Linked DNA regions of Sus scrofa: region 2 is linked to region 1. Evidence: chromatin contacts called from public HiChIP or PLAC-seq data. All regions are on one chromosome and are shown on one strand. Each heading gives the region's core, a stretch centred on a gene start, on an enhancer-like site or on the middle of the called end of the contact. The rest is flanking DNA. Distances are from core to core; before and after follow the strand shown.

Region 1 (3,186 bases), core at 462-2,961:
GTTTACACAGCTCTGGGAGGCTGTTCCAGCCTGGGTTTGCCTCTCAGAAAGATGCCGGGAAGAGCCACATGCCATTTCAAAGCAACAGCAGAGGCTGCAGTTTCCATGCTCCTCTGACCCGTTGTTTCTCCAGCTCTGTTGCAGGTCCCATGAATCAGCTCATAAATATTAAAACTGTTGCTGTAATAAGAAAAAACAAGAAACATTCCTTGAATATTTCAGAGCAAAATGCTTCTGAAAGCCCTTGATTCCCCCACAGAAAACATATTTAAAGAAGGAGCGTCATGAATCAGTAGCAGCTGCTCCCGGCACCTGTTATTTGTTCCCATCATTAAGGTTCTCGGGGCGTTTCAGAAAGAACGGAGCATTTTCAGTGCAGAAACCCTCTGGGTTCTGGAGCACAGTTGACGGCGCCCAACTGCTGCTGAGACAAAGGACCTGTGAGGTGCGTCTCGAGCAGAGCCAGCCTCCCCCAGCCTGCAGGAGCCGTCGCCCCCCGCCAGCACCCTCACCCTGTGTGGGTCCCCACCCTCCACTCTGCTCCCCAGACACTGCACGTGCCTGTTTCAGCAAGGACTGAGGGGCAACTTATCTGGACTCTTCACTCCTGTAGGAGGTCTGGGGTGAGGAGACAGGGGACCCGACCCGGACCTTGGCTGCTGGTGAGGCCAGAGCCAGCTGGAGCCGTGTTCACCCCTCTCCGTCTGTCCTCGTTCCCTCCTGAGGAGACAAACCAGGGACCAGCTTCTTCTTGCTGCTGTAACAAATGGCCACAAACTTGGTGGCTCAAAGCAACAAATGTATCTTCTTACAGTTTTGAAGGGCAGAAGTCCCACATGCGAAATCTGAGCCTCAGCAGAGCTGATGCCCCTGGGACCTCCAGGGCAGAACTCTTTTCCTGCCTCTTTGGGCTCCCAGAGGCCAGCACATGGCTTGGCTCCTGGCCCCCCCGTCTTCCTGCCTCCATCTTCCAAACCTCCACTTCCATCGTCACATCTCCTTGGCCGCTACCCTGCTCTTCCCTTCTTAGGATTTAGATTGCACTGGGCCAGCCAGTAAACCAACAAACTCCCATCCTAAGGTCGCTGATGGGTCACAGAGGCAGAGTCCTGTGGCCACAGGAAGCAATGTGTTGCAGGTTTGGGGGCCTCTTCTGTTTGCCCTCTCTGGGTCAGTTTCTGTCATCCACGCCCCTAACACCCTTCACCGAACCGTTAGCTGGGTTCTATTTCTGTAGGACTCTGGGGTCTAGAAAGGACAGCCAAGAAGGGGTCTCTTCCATTTCCATCTTTCTGCCAATAATTTGTTCAACGCACACGGATGAGCACCCACACGTGCAGGAGGTGGGCAGGGGCACAAGGAGGCCTCAGAGCCCGGGGCTGGAGGCCCAGGGGGCAGGAGCAGGACACCACCTGAGAGACGCACACATGATATGTGTCGTCCGGCTTCCAGGACAGAGCTGCCCTGACACCGGCTCCCTGGCAACCTGAGCAGTGACGCCCCGCAGGCGGCACTTTCTCTCCAGTTCTGTGGGAAAATGCACCAACTCCCTGATCTGAATGAGTGTCACATGCTAATTGGGAATTTTCACTTCCTCAGGAGACCCAAGCAAGAAAGTGAAAGTGAAGCAAGAGGTCAGAGCCTACTTCCCAGAACTTGGCACATTTCGAGGTGGATCCACCTCCTTCAGAGGCGGAGGCTGTCATGGAGAGAAGAGCCCAGAAAACCCTGGGATGCCTGCCACGCCTCGGCCTCCCCGCCGTCACCTTGGTTCCAAGTCACGTCTACAGGGTCTCCCAGCCACCTTACGCGCTGCGGGTGATTGAACATGTATCCGGTTTTCCAGCTGTAAAGTGCCTAGCGCAGCACCAAGCCCCAGCGAGCTCTGGGTCAGGGCTGTCAAGTCCCAGGTCAATTCCGATCGTTTCCGGGAGACCTAGTCCCGGGACTCAAGGGCAGGAAGACCTTGCTGAGAAGATGTGCTCCGAGCTCAGCACACCCAATGGATGGGTGGACAGAGGACCAGCAGTGACCCCTCCCCTCTGGCAAGCAATACAAAGCCCAGTGTCGCAAGGAGAGATGAGAAGTTCCCTTCTTCTCCTTCCTCTCTTCCAGGGTTACCGGGACCCTACAGACGGCAAGCTCTCTGCGGCGAGGCCAGGCTCGGAGGGGGCGTGAGCCTCACGACCGCCATAGGGTACCGCGCCTCCTGGGCCCTGGGTGCAGAGCTCGGCACCACCCCGCCTGGAGGCTCGGGGAAGAGGGGCAGAGGGGTCAGCAGAGGATCGGCTCCTTCGGGGAGCGGGGAGAGTCACTGCGGATGGAGACAGGCAGACCCGCTCCCTGTCCCAACCCACGTCTGCCTGGTGACAGGGGGGAAACTGCACCTTCTGCTTAGAATCCAAGATTCTCACAAGTACCAAGGCTCTGTGGACCGAGCCCTTTAGAAAAGATATTTAAATGCGGCCCCGGCCCCAGGAAGTGGCAGTGGGGAAGGTCAGAAAGCTCTCTGTTGTCTCTGCTCGTGGTGTGGCCTTGAGAATGAGGACTCAGTGAAATCACTTGGTGGAAGCCCATGCAGGGCAGTGGCCCTGCTTCAGGGTGGACACTTGATGGCAGACTGGTGGCTTGGGAGGCAAGGAGGGGTCGGCTGGCCTTGGGAGGGCGTCTGGGCATAGCAGGGCACCTTGGACACTGCCCTCTGTGGAGTCATCTCAAGCGACTGGCATGGGGGCCGCTGATTCCTGCTCGTGCTGACACTGCAGCAGCTTCTGCCGCTTTCACTTCCAGTCCTTATGGGACCAAATGCTGACAGTCACTGTCGTTCTGAAACTGCTTCCCTCCGGCCATGGACACCTGACAACCCAGTTAGATCTCCATGAAATTGTTAGCGTCCCACTCCCGACTATTCTGTTTTCACCTGGCAATGCTGAGCACAACACAGGACGTTAGCAGCACGAGTTCCAAAGGGGGTTTGCAACACAGGTCCGTCAGTGGGATCTGGCCATTTGAACCGCAGTGCTGAGGGGAGAAATTATCCAAACGCCACCTCACTCTATCAGGTGCAAAGTGCTTGGGTGGTGGGAACTCCAGCCAGTGGTATCCCCTCTGCAGACACAAAGACCCCACTGGCATGTGACTGGCGCCACGACCCGGCCTGGGCACGTCACCCCCACCTCAGGCTTC
Region 2 (3,186 bases), core at 179-2,678, 190 kb before region 1:
AGCCTCGCCCCAAGTCTTCTGACGCCTCCACCATCGAGACTGAATATCATGGAGCTGCCGCCGTGGAAGCCTGGGACGGCCCGAGACCACCTTCTCGCCAGCAGTGTCACGGTGTGTGCTCCATGCGGAAGCCACGTGTTGAACCCCACACAGGCCTCCTGGTGTTTCTCCAGCATATTCGGTTCCTGGGGCGCATTTCCTAGGAGTAGCACGCAGGCCGTGGCTGGGCCAGAAGCCACCTTCCCCTTGCCTGGACACAGTTGGTGTAGCCTGAGGTGTAGTTTCTGATTCGAATCACTGACCTGTGCGGACGGGCACCTGGAGTTCTTGCAGGAAAACTCTGGCAACTTGGGTCCATGTTCCACGCTGTGTGGAAGGGTCACGCTGAGCGGTAGTCACCCTTGGGTCTTGGGCCTTTGAGCACCAGCAGGCTGGGCTGCTGATCGCTGCCCCCAGCACGCCCCCCATGCCCCCCCATGCTCTGTACTGACTGGCAGAGCAGTCCAGGCCGCATCTCCATGCGCCACGGGCAGAGGCTGCAGGCGGGTCACCCTCGCGGACCTGCTGGGGGCTGAGTCCTGGGCGGGGGCAGAACCTGTGTCTCTAAGATCGGGCGGAGGGTGCCGCAGGCAGGGGCAGCATCGCTCTTCCAGGTGGCACTGCAGGTCTGCCTTCACTTTAAACGCGGCGTAGTCCCCAGGCCACAGGCCATCACCAAGTGCCGAGCAGGCCTGGGGTGGCCTGGAGCTGAGCCCCGCCTGGGTGGCGCCCTGCCTTTGCCCTGGACCGCCTCAGAGCGGGGCAGCCAGGCCTGCTCTGCCCCAGGAGACGGGAGGACACCAGGCCTTTGAAAGTGAGTGGCCAGTGGGGGGCCAGGCGGGGACGACAGCTGGTGAACTGCAGTGGAAGCCTCAGCCGGAGGGAGGGAGGGGTCAGGACTCCCTGAGGTCGGAGGCTGGAAGGCAGGCGAAGGCCCATGTGTTGTCGTCACTCAAGGGCCCCCGGCGCCCCGGAGGGAGTGGCGGACACAGGGACCGGCCGCCTGGGAACACGAAACCGGCAGGAAGCTGTTGCAAGTGGCGGCTGCGTCCAGGGCTGGGGATTTAGATCAAAGGCCTGCAGCTGCGAGGCCTGGGGGCGGGGGGGTGGGGGGGGGAGCTGGGTGGGGGTGGGGGAGTCCGAAACCCCCTTGGGTGGGGGAAGGGGAGCAGCAGCTGGGTGGGGGGCTCAGGAAGCTGTGGTACACGGGGATGTTTCCCAGGAAACTGGGGAAGCGCAGGTCACCCCCCCCCCAACTCAGAGGGACCTGAGTGCTGGTCCTGCCCAGGCCCCGGACGGCCACTGCCTGGCGCCAATGAGTTTGGGTCCTGAGGCGATGCCCTCCCTTCAGAAGCAGCCTCAGGCCCGGAGAGGCATGGGGCCAAGGAGCTCGGGGACGGTCTGGCAAGGGGGCATCTGGCGGGAAGGACATCGGTCACCCCCTTCACGTATGGTTCTGGCCTCTGTGAAATCGGCTAATTGGGAGGTATCAGGTGACTGTCACTGCCTCCCAGGAGCAGAGAGCCAGTGCGGGGCTGCCTGAGGAGGCCCAGGGCAGGGCCATGGGGCAAACCCAGCGGGGTCTGCTGGAGCCACAGTGGCCGCTCTGCCCCGTGGACGGGCCCTGAACCTCGCCAAGTCCATGGCCTTAGTAAGGAGTTGGGGGAGGCGGCACGGCCGCCTGAGACTCGGGGAGGCACCAGTGGGGCTGAGCCTGGGGCCCCAGGAAGCAGGGGGCTGGTGGGGGCTCGGTCCTCAAGCCAGGGGTCTGGGGCTCTCTGTGACCCACAGATATCTGGCGGGGTCAGAAAGGGCCGTCTGGGGCAGCCAGGGTTGGGGGGGCGAGGTGGGGATTCGGCAGGTGGGGCGGGTGTGGGGAGGTCAAGGCCCAGGAGGTCGGCTGTGCTCCTGCAGGGGGGCCGGGGAGGGAGAGGAAGGCCAGTCGTGGGGCTGCTCAGAGCAGAGGTCCCCAGGGGCCCTGCCCAGTGGCTCCTGGATAAGCCCTGGAGCCTGGGAGACCCAGGAGCTTCGATGGATCTTGAGAACCTACCACAGACCAGACACGCCACCGGGGGTCCTGGGCACTGGCCTTGCTGAGGAGGGCGACCTGCCTGACCAGCCGAGAGCTGCAGCCAGAGAGCCTGGGCCGTGGCGGCTCTGGGCGGCCGCGGCAGCCACAGTGGGGAACTGTGGCTTTGGTTTGGTTCAGACGTTAAAGGGAGCTCTGCGAGGGCAGGGCCAGCCGAGGTCCCCCGCAGCCTATGGGTGCTGGGAGAGGTGCCCGCGGCTCCAGGGCACCCTTCCCACCTGAGATTTTAGGGTCTGTGATTCGACTCTTTGAACAAAGAATGGAATCCTCTCCCCCAGCACCTTGGTTTCTCAGGGGTTCAGGCTCAGGCCTGTTGAGAATCACCCTCCTTGGAAGCTACTGAGCTGGTCTGGCCTCTCAGGAAGGCCCCGCCCCAGGTGAGCACCCCACCTGCCCCCCCAAGAGCCCGGAATGAAGGAAAGAGACAAAAGCACAGAGCGGGCCCCCGAGGGGGCGGGCTCTGAACTTTCAAAACGGCCATCGAGGAGCTGTTCAGGCGGAGGGGCCGCCCCTGGGCACAGGGGTCCCCAAATCCAGTCGCAGGAGCCCCTCCTCCGGCCGGGCGATCCTGCCGGTCTGCTGCACTGATCTGGGCCTCAGGCCCGGTGCTCTGGTCAGTGCTCGGGGTACCCCCCCTGCCGGGCAGCGAAGCCCTGAGCCCACTGATGGAGGAGCTGCCCCTTCCGGCTCCTCCCCTTCCCCCTCAGCATCCTTCTGCTTGACGTTTAAAGCCACTTCTGTCGGCCAGGATGGGGGTGGGCTCAGAACCCCGCCTGGTGGCCCTGAGGAGTTTTGAGACCTGGTGTCATTGTCTCAACATGCTGGGTCCTGTGCATCTTCAGGAAGCGACTCTGCCCAGGGTCTTGGCCTCCCCACCCCTCAGCGGCCATCGCACTGCCCGCCTACTCGGCCTCGAAGACCGGGCTAACTCACCCCGCTCAAGCCTCGTCCAGCAGGCCTGGGCTGGGGGCCCGACCTCCTTGGTGCTGGGGGCAGAGCTCTGAGATGGGGGGCCTCTGGGTCACCCACCCAGTGAGGCCTGGAAAGGCTTCCTTCCT

Evidence for each region. HiChIP or PLAC-seq counts read pairs in DNA pulled down with a chosen protein or histone mark.
Region 2: a contact with region 1 is called in an H3K27ac HiChIP or PLAC-seq map of skeletal muscle. The contact joins two enhancer-like sites. A contact is called at or near these places in 2 of 2 datasets of contacts at active chromatin or transcription factors (alveolar macrophages and skeletal muscle).

What each region holds. Positions count from the first base shown.
Region 1 is chr1:216,321-219,506 of Sscrofa11.1, reverse strand. No RefSeq gene overlaps it. Among named protein-coding and RNA genes, the nearest start is that of DLL1, 19 kb to the right of the region's middle. Within about 2 kb of position 1,711, at least 7 of the 83 cell types and tissues checked have an H3K27ac peak or open chromatin away from gene starts, as enhancers often do. A contact at or near this core is called in skeletal muscle, where this site is marked.
Region 2 is chr1:405,478-408,663 of Sscrofa11.1, reverse strand. No RefSeq gene overlaps it. Among named protein-coding and RNA genes, the nearest start is that of ERMARD, 130 kb to the left of the region's middle. Within about 2 kb of position 1,428, at least 8 of the 83 cell types and tissues checked have an H3K27ac peak or open chromatin away from gene starts, as enhancers often do. A contact at or near this core is called in skeletal muscle, where this site is marked.